Regions from separate parts of the Mus musculus genome. Here regions 1 and 2 are each linked to region 3. Evidence: chromatin contacts called from public Hi-C data. All regions are on one chromosome and are shown on one strand. The core of a region is the stretch at or near the end of the contact, and the rest is flanking DNA. Distances in the headings are between cores, read along the strand shown.

Region 1 (4,253 bases), core at 239-2,738, 220 kb after region 3:
AGCATAGGCAAGCCAGATAAAATGTATTTTTTTCAGAGTACTAAGGATTGTTTCCTTTTCTCAGAAACCTAAACCTTTGCACCTTTCATTTTGTATATCTATTAAGCAATAATCAGTTAATTCTTGAGTGGTGGCAGAAATCTATTGAACAAGTTTTTTTCTGGCCCTATCATAGTTTATACGGCCTCATCTTTACTATGCAAGAAAATGAAGAACTATGAGAACAATGTGAACACACAGATAACCCAAACACAGTGAACAGAAACATCACATTTCAGTTTTAACTTAATTCTGTAACAGTTTTACATCTCAATATTGTCACTCTATTATGCACTTCTTCTTCTTCTTCCCCTTCTCCTCCTCCTCCTTTTCCTCTTTTTCCTTTTGCTTGTATTAAACAGAAAGGTTTAATAATTCACAGTCACATCTTTCCACAATTTTGCAAACAAAACATAGTTTTTATCCTCTAAACTTAGATTTTTTTGTAAGCTTTAAAGATTTTAAAAAGTCTTATGATGTTCAAATTCAGAATTCAGAGAAAATAGTCATGACAATAGTCTCCCATAATATTGATATCCTCTATGTCAGAGGGATATTTTCTTTGACTCCTTTCTTTAAGCCTATAATGTTATGCCCTTGCCATCTGATATTCATTAGGTTCCTATCAGAATTTCATAGTAGACAGCTTTGGACAAATGTTCTTAATATTTTATAATATTATGCATGTTTGTTACTACCCTAAAAACTCCAGTGTGCTGCCCATTCTTTCCCTTTCTCCTCTGCATAACTTGAAATGTCCTTTGTGTTTGAATGCTGTCTTACCGGATTTTCCCTTTACTCAGGGATTGATTAGATGCAGTCACTTTAGTAACATAGTATAAGGTAAAATTTAGGGTTTGCTTCCTTAAATTCTGTTCCAATAAATAGATTTAAGTTTGTTAAAATAAAGTGAAAGTGGAGGAACAGAAGGGGAGGGAGAGAAGGAGTGAGGGAGAAAAGGCGGGAGAGGGAATGAGGGGTGAGAGAAAGAGAGAGAAAGAGAGAGAGAGGGAGGGAGGGAGAGAGGGAGGGAGAGAGAGAGAGGGAGGGAGAGAGAGGGAGAGAGAGAGAGGGAGGGAGAGAGAGAGAGAGAGGGAGGGAGAGAGAGAGAGGGAGAGAAAGGGAGAGAGAGGGAGAGAGAGGGAGAGACAGGGAGAGAGAGACCTGGATCATGTCCCTTTCATCTGCAACTAAGACTTATGTATAAAAATATTTTGTAAAATAATTGTCCACAGATACACACAAAAATATATTTTAAGGAAGAAGTGTACTTTAAGCACTACTCTAATCCAAAGTGTGCATATACATATGCAAACATAAAGCACATAGGGCTTTTGTGGGCACTGGCCAGGGTATTACAACTTAGGAATGTATGCTCACCAGAGCTAAGGCTGAGCTGGACCACCCACTAAACAGGGGCCACCCAAGGGAAAATTGGAGACCTGGGCAGGCAGTGCTGCCAGATTTGCTTCACAAAAACAGCTGCAGACATGGAATAGAACTGGGATGGCCATCCCAGCACCTGCTGCCTGGCCCAGACAGCTGGGGATAAGGCTGTGTGGGCCCAGCTGCTTTTAGGAAGGGCACTAACAAAGACTACCGCCGTTTTGGCATATGTCAACTCTTGCTATATTTGGTTGAGGAAGTTTGGCAGGGAGTTATGTGGTGTACCAACTAAAATTTAGGCTGATTAGTCATAAACCAGAATCATAAAATCATAGGATTGGAGGAACCTCCCGTAAAGTGGGTTTCAAACTTTGGTATGAATTAGAATAACATTGGGAATTCCAAACAAGGGTGGTTTCCAGACCTAACACCTTACAGAATCTAACGCAGTGGGTCTTGAGTGAAATTATTTAGAATTTACATTTTAGTCAGTACATGAAGTAAATTTCATCTAGATGAACTATGGAGTTTAAAGTTCTAAGGAACCTCACAGTTTGAGATATTTGTTTAAAATGTATATCATGTTGAGTTCTTATTTCAAAAGTAAGGTTGTATATAAATCTACCAGAAGTTATGAATTTCCCCTCTGCTAAACACAAATATGTAAGAATCATCCAAGTGATTATTGTCTTAAAGGTTCAGTATAGGCCACCAGCCATACATTTCCTTTAATGCCTCTACCTGCCAAAGTTACCACAACCTTTACAAACAGCACTACCAGGTGAAGATCAAGTTTCAAACAGCAAAGCCTAAAGGGCAGATTTCATATTCAAACCACAGTTAGGCAGGCTTCTATGAGGAAATACAAGATTAGCAGGAGGAAGTCAAAGTTCTGCGACAATATGGTTGCCCAGGATAAAACCAAGTAGGACCAGGGGCCCTATGAAGTCAGGGAAAGACTGTATGCAATGAATGATTGACACTACAGATTTATCAGAAGGGCTGGATGATATGATAAAAGGTTTGTGTTGGGGCAAAATAAACTTGATAGACAGGTGACAGGAATTTACAAACTGCAGTTGTATGAGCCAGTGGAAGGATACTTTTGTGCAAGGCCCTGGTGCTGTTGTATTTTGATGTTAATTCCATTCTCCTAGGAGGGGTTGTCTGGAATGAGGAATGAGTCACATACACAAGTGACTCCTTGTGACCCATCCCCTAATGAATACAGTAATTAATCCCTGGGAGAGTAGGTGGGACTTCTGGGCTGGAGAGAGGAAGAGAGGAAACAGAAAAGAGTTAGGGGCTTTTTTTTTTTTTTTTTTTTTTTGGTCGGGTTAGCGAGAGGCAAGATGTAGCTACTAGTGTCTCCCGGTTTATATGGCCAATATGCCAAGATTCTCCAACAGAGGATTTAGATTTAATATGGTTTAGAAGATTAGGATTATGGTTGTTGTGCCCAGAGATTGAGTTTCCATTGTTTCTGAAAGTTTGTGTTGCATTTTCCTTCATGCCACGGTTTGACTGGGTTTAAGAGAGAAAGGTTCGGCAGCAAAGCGTAGGTTTGCCAGATGTGCACCAAAAAGGCCGTGGGGATTTTGAAGCATGGGGCTAGCTCATAACGATTCATCAGTGGGAATTTAGCGAGCTGGGTGGAAAGATTTGAAACTCCGGGGCCAGAGAGTCTGCTGAGATGAGAACACCTGGCTAGAGCCATGTGGCCCCCCCGCCCCCCACCCCCGTGCCCAAAGTAGCGCAGGAATTTGCTGTTCATTTTAATATTTCTCACAACACACTCTGAACAAGAAAAAATATTTTTATTGAGGGGAGGAGAGGGTGATAGAGGTAGATAGATAGGACATTGATAGATAATAGATAGATGATAGATAGCCAGATCCAGCATGGAAATCCATGAAGGAATATTGGGGAATAAAACACCACAATGAGTAAAGAGAGGAAATGGAAGCCGTTTACCAAAGACAAACCATATAAAGCCGAGCAGTACTGTTTTTTATAACAGATCCATAGTCCTCAGGAGACTCAGAGCCAGCTTCAGATCCAGTGACTATTCTGGTGTATGAATCAGCGGTAGAGAGAAACACCATTTTATCATTCTATATGATCCAAAGACAGCAGCTAGGCATCACATGAAAGAGAATCGAATCTATTGTCAAAATCTGAATTCTTCAGGGATCTGATCTGAGTGAAGGGGAGAAAGCGCCGACTCATCCTGCTTAATCTCCTAGGTAAGGGAAGGGCCGGAAGGGAGAGGCAGTTCTGTGGCACAGGAGAGTCAGACACATACAAAGGAAAAAAATGTGACCAGGTTGGAAAGTGTACAGGGAAGGATTATATGATCAACCGAGAATTACTCTGGTGCGTGGTAGATTGAATCATGAGACCAGCCAGGAATCAAATTCAGCAGCCACTTATCTGTCTCACTGCCACAGGGCCCTTGGATCCTAAAGTTCTAAGGCTAGAGATGATACCTATCGATATATCCATTTATCAGGGTTAGAAATAGTCCAGAAGCCTTAAAAATATGAAAACAAGCCATCTACAAATACAGATCTTAATGATATGGATGCTTCCTATATTCCCATCACTCTTGGGAAACATCACCTAGATAAAATAAAAGTATTAAAAAAAAGATAAGATCTGAAAAGTCTCAGGGGGATGGGAGAGCGAGCTCAGTGTACAGGATGCAGAATTAAGTGTGACCAGCAGAGGCCCCTGACACTCAGCAGCAGAGAAGGGAAACTACCAAAGATAGCTCTGGGGGATTTTGGACAGCCATTCAATCCAATCTAAGCAATGGACCAAGCCAT
Region 2 (4,743 bases), core at 1,026-3,525, 190 kb before region 3:
GGAGACAGCTCCATCAGGAACTGAGTGCCTTGGTAAATCAGTAGCAATCAGTAGCCATGGGAAGTGCAGGGGGAGCAAGCAGAGGCGGTACAAACTAGTCACCTCCAAATGGATCGCTGTGGTTGGTGTCTGTGTATATGCACTGTACATACTAACCAGGTACACACATAAATATTTAATATATAAAAAATAAAGTGCTTTCTAAGAGGCCCCTAGGCAGGGACGTTATAAAACATTTCACAAAACAGCAAAACAAAATTGATACAATCAAAAAAACAACACTATAACCAACATAGGTGAAAACAGCCAAACACATAATGTACAATCTGGTGTTCCAGGACAAACATCTGTCATATACATGGTATATACATATATACTTTTTCACTCAATATATTATGACAATATATATTTAAAATTTTGTTATAGACAAAAAAAAAAGAAACTCAGAAAAACAAAAAAACAAAACAAAGACAAGAAACAACTCCTACAAAAACATAATAAGGATCAAGCATGTGAGTCCAAGACCAACAGGCAAATCCCTACATCCCCCACAGCTGCTGGGGAAGATGTGCCAGCGTTCCTTTCTTGGGTGCAGCGCTTCCACATCCTCCAAGGCACTGTGGGCTGCAGCAGTAAAGTTGGCATCACCAGTGGTGAGCAGGTCGAAGACACACGATTGGAAATAGATGTCCTTCACCGGCATCTTCTCGTGGCATTGGGTGCTGGCAGTCTCCAGTGTGTAGCCAGGCCAGGCCTGCACTGAGGTGGTGTGAGGCAGGCTGTGCCCCAGGATAGCAGACACCTGGCCTTGTCCATCATCAATGCATTCACTCATGGGGCAGCCATTCACACACAGCTGCAAGTCCTGGCTTTCCTCATAGGACATGGCCAAGTCTTCGGGCATCCGGATAGCGAGGGTTAGGTAGCGACCCAGCTGTCGCACAAACACTGTGGTGCCTATGTAGCGGGCATGCATCTCTACGTAGCGGCCACTCTCCTTCTCCACGATGTGAAGACTCTTCACGTCACCGTCCCCCCCACTGGTGGTGCCATCTACAAAGGCGGCCGGCAGGTCATCTGTCACAGCTTGGTACACCTTCTGATCCGTGCACTCGTGCTGTGCTTTGAAGATAATCGTGACCTGTGGGGTGGAAGATGCACAAGTTAACACAGCTGGGGGGAGGGCGCCACTCCACAGCAGAGCTCCCTACGCCTGCTTTGGAGCGAGCCTTGGGAACAGTACATTTATTTGTCTCCTTCTAAAACTAACTAAAGTAGAGCATAGTTGGGGTGAGGGTGGAGGTTCCTGGCTAAGATGAACAGAAGCTTCTAGGGGCTTAATTAATGATATATCTAACAGAGCCCTGCCTTCTACAGAGATCATTCACTGACTATCTCCATTTTGCACGACTCATCACTATTAATATAAATACTGAGAGACAAGACAGAGGCTCTTTGGGGGTGGGGGTGGGGTATCCGCAACAACTACCAATCATGTGCCTCGGGAGAGATCTCTTTAAGTCTCTTAATCAAATGTTTTGCATAAGTGCTTAATCCCTGTGACAGGGAATTATTTGGCAAGCATGGCTCTCAAGCACTGGCAGAGATAACATGCTCCAAACCTCGGAACAGAAGATGGTTTCCTTAAACTCCACCAGGGGCCTGACTCCTCACAGCTTTTCCCAGTAAGCTCTTAATTTTCCAAATGAAGCAAATAGTTCAGAGAGGGAAAAAAAACCCTTACCCATTGATAAATACAAAACCTTCCTCAGTAAGACCGCTCTTGTCCTTGCGGAATCCTTTTGTTATAACAATTATAAAAAACTGTAGCAAATGAACCTGTTCCCAGTTTTGCAGTCAGCTTCTGAGGGGACAGGTTAAGTAGGAAGGGGCAGAGTTCTGTGTGCCCCTCCCCCAGCACCATCTGACAGAGCCTCTGAGATTCAGTTTACGCAGTAGCAGTTTGTTACAGAGCCAGTTATGCAGTAAGTTTGTTTGTTCCGGTTTTTTTTTTTAAATTAAAAAAAAAAAAGAATAAAGGACTGGGTGACTTGAGTCAAGAAGGCAGATAAGCCACACACTCCACGAAACTCTGATGCCGTGAGACTTAGCTCCTGCAAGGAAACTAGTCAAAACAATGGACCCTTGTTTAAGAGGCCAGAAATGCCCCCCAAATCCTGACTACCACCCTCAAGCTCACGTCTGAAGTTTCTCCCCAAGTCAGCCAGCAGTTGCTCACACTATTTAATTCCACATGTTCCCACTGGTGGTACTTGACTGGAATTTTCCAGTCATTTCATTTGACTTCAGCCAGTTACAAAGCCCAGCTCTGAGGCAGCTGCACTGCAGCAACTGGCTAAGTTCATATCCGTTGTTTGCAGCTGCAACTGAAAGCCAGACAATGTGCTGTGAAACCCTGGGCTTTCTCCCCTAATTACCCAGAGCCACAATTTGATTTCACGACGACCAGCCCTTCTCACATTTCAACACCTTCTTTACAAGCCAGAGAAGGTGACTAGAGATGACTTGAGGAGAACTGCTGACTCTAACCATGGGACCTTCCCCTGTGAGGCGGTCTGAGGTGGGTATCTAAGGAGACTATAAAACACATTTATTTGGTGGCTCTAAAGTCAGTTTGACAAGTCCTTTTTTAAGACAAGCTGGGATTGCTAGGAGGTGAAAAGATTAAATTCAAGTAAATTCCGTACCTGGAAACACTGGGGGAAGGATAGAAAACACTGAAGGTTAACCAACACAGACAGCTAAGAGCAAAGTCAGTAACATTGTTTCACATAGTCCTGAGCACAGATCGGCTCAGCTGAAACACAGTCAAAAACTGAGAAAATCCAACAACTCAGTAACGTGTCTTTCTGGTCTAACAAACTTGTTTAAACCAACTTGGCATTGCATGCAAGGACTATGAACATTTTGTTCACATTAGGAAGAGAGAAAAGGAATTCAGTTTTGTTGGGGCAACAAAGCAGAGCTATCCAATTGCAAACCAGTTACCAAAAAAGACACACAGGAGTCAATGCTAAGATGAGTGGAATAGTTTCATGTTTAACCAAGCCTGCCGTTTTCATTAGGCACAGCAATTCCAACGTGGAACTCAGGACTAGTTTTAAACACCCCTCACCCACTTATCCTCTGTGATACAGCAGGGCACATGGAAAACTAGTGTTCTCTTGGGCCTGTACCTATCGAATATTCTACTCTACCTTATAGATTTTGTCTACTCATTTTACTTGATGAGACTTTCTGTCTGATAAAATTACAGTGCTATCTTTCAGTTGGCCATGTGTGTAGAATTATCTGTTGAATCAACATGGCAAGGGGCTGAAAGAACCTCAGAGCATGGGGAAGGGTCCCTGAGAAGTCCCTTGTAGTTTAAGTGTGTACCTGAGCAGGGACCTAGATTCATAATCAATGCAGTGTAGAAAAAACTCTGGGTAGCAGTTTCACATGACTTGAGTTTTGTAATTCCATGCCACTCCTCAGAACAATTACAACACAAGCTCTCAACAAGCAAGCACTCAGCTGTGACCAGCATGAAATCCATTTTAGATTGTCTACCTCTCCAGGAAAGCAAAGCTGTTCGTCCGTACTAATTCTCACTTTAAAAATATACAAAATTTCACTGGAATTTTTGCAAATTCCAAACCTTAAGAATGTTCACATAGCAGCCATCACAATCCTAAAATGGGTATTCAAGTTGTTTACAGCTTTCACTTAGCACTTAGAAACTGTAAAACACCGGCCATGCTGCTTGCTTCCCCTCCACTAACTGATCCATATTCAGTAATAACTCAATTTGTCACATCTGCTCATGCCACACCATTTATTATTGATGGGTGGCATTTCTGTGCATTTAAAACATCGATGTCTTTTGTTAAACCTCCTCCATGTAGTTCCTCTTAACCCCGCCTTAGACAAACTACTCTAGCTTTCCTCATTCATTTTTAATCTCACTCCAGAGATCTCCACCACCCACAGGGTCTATAAGGAAGAGAGGGAGAGCAGCTACCACATACGAAAGACAAAAGGAACTTAAGGGCTGTTATAAAATGAAGAACAGCGAGCGGCTCTCAACCTTCCTAATGCTGTGACCTTTTAATATAAATATAGTTCCTTGTGTTGTAGTGACCTCAACCATGACATTATTTGTTGCTACTTCATAACTGTAATTTTGCTACTGTTATGAATCATAATAGAAATATCTGTGATTTCCAATGGTCTAAGGCCACCCCTTGTGAAAAAGGTGTTTGAGATGCTCAAGAGGTCACAGCCCACAGTTTGGGTACCACTGGTTAAGGCGCACCTGCCTGCCTCTCTTTCCAGCCAGCAAGTCAAGGAAATACACGAAATGGAATTGAACAAGTCCTGAGGAAGATCTAAGCCCTGCCTCACCAGTATACAGAGAAATCTTCCCAAGGTACACTACTAGCCTGGAAAACACCACACTCAGGTTTTAAAACACAAGCCCACAAAGTCGGTTCTCTGTATAATCTGTAGCTCTAAATACATCGTGGAAAACAGTTACCAGGGTTCAGTCAGCCCACTTAGCATTACAAGTACAAAGAACTTTCTGGAATGAATCCTCAACAAGAGAACTGGGCTTTCAGAGCTAAAAATGGGACTAGAAATGAACCCAAAGCAATGAAATGGAATTGAAAGGTAATTTGATTAGTATCTGGTCAAAATTCTGCCCATGTACAAGGGAGTTAAAATGAATTTTATTTCATC
Region 3 (4,795 bases), core at 2,228-4,727:
CATTCATTTTTTTTCCACTCAAAGGATATTTGTATTTAACTTTCAGTAAATGGGTAAAATTCCTCTTGACATACTTGTTAGCTGTCCCTTCTGTCCCTCCATGGAGCTGTGCTCACATCTAAATTACAGGTCTGCATAAATGCAGCGCTTAGACCTGATTTTCATTAAGTCACGTGCTTATAACCCTGCTATCTGTTTCCCCAAATGATGGAGTTGCTATGTTTTTTATGTCAATACACCAGCATCTAAGAATTCTAAGCAACTACAATACAATCTTTAAATGTTTTAAGAGATGTACAAAAGGGTGAAACCTAAGTTTGATGGTGTGAAATCCAGAAAGCAGACTCAGTGTAAACGAAAGTTTGTAATAATGGTGATGAGAGTTCTGAAAGAATGGGGGACCCTGGAAAAGAAAGCAGTTGGGTAGGGTACCATGCTAGTAGGTGATGCGTTAATAAAAAGATAAAGAGAGAAGGGGGGTTATGTTCTATGGAGGTATGGTGAGGTGGGAAGGGAGTGCCCTTCCCCCAAAGGGACCAGTCACATGATAGTATAGTACAGAGTTTATTCAGGGCATTGGGAGGGGAGTTAAGAGGGTAGTCAAGGCAGAGAAAGGTAGGGAGAAGTAGTGGAGAAGATGAGTAGAGGCCGGCCATGAGCACGTGGAGAGAGAGTGGAGAAGGAAATGGGGAGGGGGGGGGAAGGGGTAAGAGGACAGAGTCAGAGCAAGAAGGAAAGGGCAAGAGAAGAACAAGAGAGGGAAGAGGGAGCAAGCAGCCCCATTTATAAGTGGGTAAGACCTTGCCAGGTAACTGTGGGGTGGAGCTTAGACAGAATGCTAACAGTAGGACTCTCCAATAACACCAGTAAACAGCATGGAGGAGCATAATGTAGGAGTGAGTGATGGCTTGGTTATGTCCTCTTTAACAGTATATGGAGTATAGGGTACACCTACCAAATAAACAGGACCATTGCTTTGTGTGTGTACAAAGACCCACTGCAATAGCACAGTTGTGGAGCTTCGAGATGCTCTATATGCTCAGATTGTCATCTTCATTGGTGATAAGTTTTGCATAGATAGAAACTCATTCTTTTTAGAGTCTCCAGGTCTTAGCTCAACTCACAGTTGTGATAGCAAACAACATACTGCATTAAAATTCTTCATGATCAGCCTGATCCTGTCTACAGTCCTTTGTTTTTCAGTCCTGCCCTGGATTTTCTCCTGTGCTATTCTCATGAAGCTGTCCTGTAATGCTGCTTCCTTTATCCTCAGTGTAGACCCATGCACGATTCAGCACAGTGTAAGCTACACACACACATACACACACACACACACACACACACACACACACACACACACACACACACACGAGGTCTCCCCTTTTGGTTTTGAATACGAACCTTTCTTCCTTTGTAATTTAGAGCTCCTAACTGTCGCTTTCACTCTGACTCTTCCAAGGCTTTCTACAAGCCTTTTGCAAGAAGATCATATGTTTCAAAAGAGGTAACTATTTACTGCTGCTCGCCCAGGTTTCCTGCTGTGGTCAAAGTGATTTGTAAATCACTCTGAGAATGTGCTAGGTTAGTGAGGGTCTACTCTCTGACATTTCCCTCAGATTTTTCTTTGGGGTGGGGTGGGTTCACTGTTTCATCAACATTTGTGTATTGCTTGATGAAGCAGAGGTTGGGCCCCTTGATCCAGTGTTCTGATTAGGGATCCTATACTATAAGCTTTCTGTTCACTTCCTATGTCAGCAGCCATAGCCACATAGTCTCTATATGGTTAGATGGGTTTCTTTTGAGATTTCAAATCTCAACTTTTCTTTTTCTCTGGAGCATGAAAGTTAGGAGTAAGTAAGTGTCATTAAATAGTGCTAGAAAGATTTTAGTTAGTTAATTTTAGTTAGTTAAATTACAATGCTCTTTTGTTTTCTCAGATTTTAGGTGGAGAACTTAAAATCATAACATTTTCCATAACGTTTTCAAACACTTATTTTTTTGAAAGGCTTTTCAGCACATGCACTGCAAACAATAAAACTCAGTCTATGCATTATTCTATTTAGTTTTCCAATGATGTTTCAAAGGAATTTAGCCTTTAAGTCTACAGATCAGTACTCAAAGGAGATTGTCAGCTTTATACAATCTAGATCACCTGTGAAGGCAGTCTCAATGAGGGTTTGTCTAGATCAGGTTGGCCTGTGGGCGTGTGTGTGTGTGTGTGTGTGTGTGTGTGTGTGTGTGTGTGTGTAGTGGGCTACCTTGGTTAAATGAATTGAAGTGGGAAGAACCATCATGAATGTGGGCATCATTTCATGAGCTGGGTCCTGGACTCCGTAAGACGGGAACAGGCAAGCTGAGTACTAGCATGTATGGTCTCATCTCTCTGCTGGACTGCAGATGTGACTGGCCTCTTCAAGTTTCTGCCCCTTTAACTTTCTCGCAACGATATAATATGACCAGGATTGTAAGCTAAAATAAACCCTTTCATCCTAAGTTGGTTCTGTCAGGGCATTTATCATAGCTATTGGAAACGAAACAAGTATTTGATCACTATAGTAATTAAAAATAAGCCAAACTAAAAAATCTTCTGAGCTCTACTTTCAGGTTAAGGAAGACTTCATACTATTGAAAATGTGGACTTTTTCTATAAGTAAGTAAAGCCACAGCATCTTTCACCTTATTTTCTATAAAAACATGTAATAGTCCATTGAAAGGATATAAAAAAGGCAAGATTCACAATCTCTTTCTATCGGATAGGACTGTTCTATGTGTTGGAGGCTTACTAATAGCTTTACTCTTAACCCATATAAGGAAAAGAAAACTCCACAGCTCAGATAGAACTCAGACAGATCTGCTTTCAGCATGTCACTAAACCAGTGTGTAGAAACAAGTAATTAAAAGGACACAAAGCCCTTAATCAATTGCGCACCAGTTATCTTTGATTGCTCTTGCAAAGGACAAATTATGCACAAACTGCTTGCAAGCCTGGAGAAAAAAAAGGTTCCATTATCTTCTTTCTGAAATCACTTCTCTGCAAAGACAAGGACATCCCTATTGCAGACCTCTTGGTTTAATTAAAAGGACACAAACATCAGCTGATGTTGCAGCATATCAAATGTTTCCCTGTCAGTGAGACAGAGTGAATGGAGGAGCGGGGGAGGTTGGCTGGAAGAATTTCTTTTTCATAATGACTGGCCCCTTTCACTTTGACCATCTGTTTTCTCATGGTGAAAAGCCCCATTGCTGGTATCCTGGCATAGCTTTGCATGCCTTTGTGCTTGTGGGACATTCAATCTTGCGTCTGATACATGCTGATCTGTGACACTTCCTAACAAATAAGGCTTTGTTCAAACAAAGAGACTCCCTGATAGGAACTGTAAACTTGGAGCTTGATATCCTAAAGGAAACCCAGGCCATGGGTGAGCTGGCACAGGAAATTCTCTTCAAGGCAGCAGAGCTAGAAGAGGTCACACCCCTGTGCACACTTGCGTTCTTTCAGATCTTCCCAGACCGCCTGCTTTAGACAGGGCAGCTCCAGAGCACAGCTGCATAGGGCTCAGGGAAGAATGCGAGCCATATTCATTACAGGCTGAAGCTAGCTCTTTACAATCATGGCATTTATTTGTGGAGGGTCTTCATTCTGAAATGTGCCCCCACAATCGTTAACCCTTGCAAATCAGTAACCTCATGAGGCCCAAATTTAATCGTGTTCAATAGAACTATTTTAGGACTAATACATTTTTTTTTTTTTTTGGGCATTTTCCTCATCACTAGTTTTCTCTCTGTTTCTATCTTCTTCAACTTTTCTTTCTACTAATTATTTTTAGGTTGGTTTGGGGTTTCCAACTACAAAGTCATCCATCTTTTTTACTGTGATATTTCTTCCTTCCTTCCTTCCTTCCTTCCTTCCTTCCTTCCATCCTTCCTTCCCTCCCTCCCTCCCTCCCTCCCTCCCTCCCTCCCTCCCTCCCTCCCTCCCTCCCTCCCTTCCTCCTCTCTCTCTCTTCCCTCCCTCCCTCTCTCTCCTCTCTCTCTCCTCTTTCTTTCTTTCTTTCTTTCTTTCTCCCATTCTTTCATTCAATATTTGTTCACTGTCTATGGGTATTTGCCTACACGTGTCTCTGTGTACCATGTGTGCACCTGATGCCCAGGGAGGTCAGAAGTCACATCAGATTCCCTAGGACTGGCAATACACAGTTGTGAGCTGCCACAGGAGAAGGAAGGTTTGAGCTTGGTTCTCTCAGTGAGCAGCCAGAGCTCTTAACTGCTGAGCCCTCCCTCCAGCAGTATTATGTGCTATTCCTAGGGCTCCTTACATCTTAGACTTAAGTTAGGGAGAGAAAAATCTATAGTGAGCTGGAAAGGATTGTGGGTTGAGGGAGGTGGTAGAGCAAGCCCCAGCCTAGGAAAAGCAATACTTACTATTGCGGGTTATTATTTAAAGTCACGTTTGAATGTAAGCATCCTTAGAACGTTAAAAAAAATGTACCATTTTCTTTCCTTGGCAAACTCCTCCATATTCACTCAGAGGGTCTTCCATGTCAGCTCTTTGTTCTGGTTTAGGAAAACCAAGTGCTTCTTCCTTGTGTTCCCTCAACATTTTAAGTCAAAACTTGCAAGTAGCATACTACGGAGCCTTTTGTTTTTATAGATATCTCTCCTGTGAGTCATAAGACAGGGATTGCGTATTTATTTGTTAATTTATTATTCATCTTTGTATCTGTCCCACACTTTGAGAAGAACCTGGCCTATACAGGCTCCCACTGATATTATGCTGAATAAGTAGAACTTACTG

What was found. A called contact is a pair of places that touch in the nucleus more often than the background predicts.
Region 1: a Hi-C map of myocytes shows a contact between it and region 3, with 3 times the contacts expected there. The contact joins two enhancer-like sites. A contact is called at or near these places in 2 of 484 Hi-C or Micro-C datasets (myocytes and nephron progenitors).
Region 2: a Hi-C map of the C3H10T1/2 cell line shows a contact between it and region 3, with 5 times the contacts expected there. The contact joins two enhancer-like sites. A contact is called at or near these places in 9 of 484 Hi-C or Micro-C datasets (the C3H10T1/2 cell line, embryonic stem cells, granulocyte-monocyte progenitors and 4 more), 3 of 115 datasets of contacts at active chromatin or transcription factors (embryonic stem cells and fibro-adipogenic progenitors) and 1 of 9 other capture datasets (embryonic stem cells).

What each region holds. Positions count from the first base shown.
Region 1 is chr17:16,217,258-16,221,510 of GRCm38.p6, forward strand. No RefSeq gene overlaps it. Among named protein-coding and RNA genes, the nearest start is that of Gm41534, 16 kb to the right of the region's middle. Within about 2 kb of position 1,489, at least 16 of the 459 cell types and tissues checked have an H3K27ac peak or open chromatin away from gene starts, as enhancers often do. A contact at or near this core is called in myocytes, where this site is marked.
Region 2 is chr17:15,806,661-15,811,403 of GRCm38.p6, forward strand. Rgmb (repulsive guidance molecule family member B) reads right to left here. Exons shown (of 5, transcript NM_001372257.1): 5 at 1-1,141. The coding sequence ends at 485. Among named protein-coding and RNA genes, the nearest start is that of Rgmb, 22 kb to the right of the region's middle. Within about 2 kb of position 2,276, at least 90 of the 459 cell types and tissues checked have an H3K27ac peak or open chromatin away from gene starts, as enhancers often do. A contact at or near this core is called in the C3H10T1/2 cell line and neural progenitor cells, where this site is marked.
Region 3 is chr17:15,990,699-15,995,493 of GRCm38.p6, forward strand. No RefSeq gene overlaps it. Among named protein-coding and RNA genes, the nearest start is that of Gm41533, 85 kb to the left of the region's middle. Within about 2 kb of position 3,478, at least 102 of the 459 cell types and tissues checked have an H3K27ac peak or open chromatin away from gene starts, as enhancers often do. A contact at or near this core is called in the C3H10T1/2 cell line, myocytes and neural progenitor cells, where this site is marked.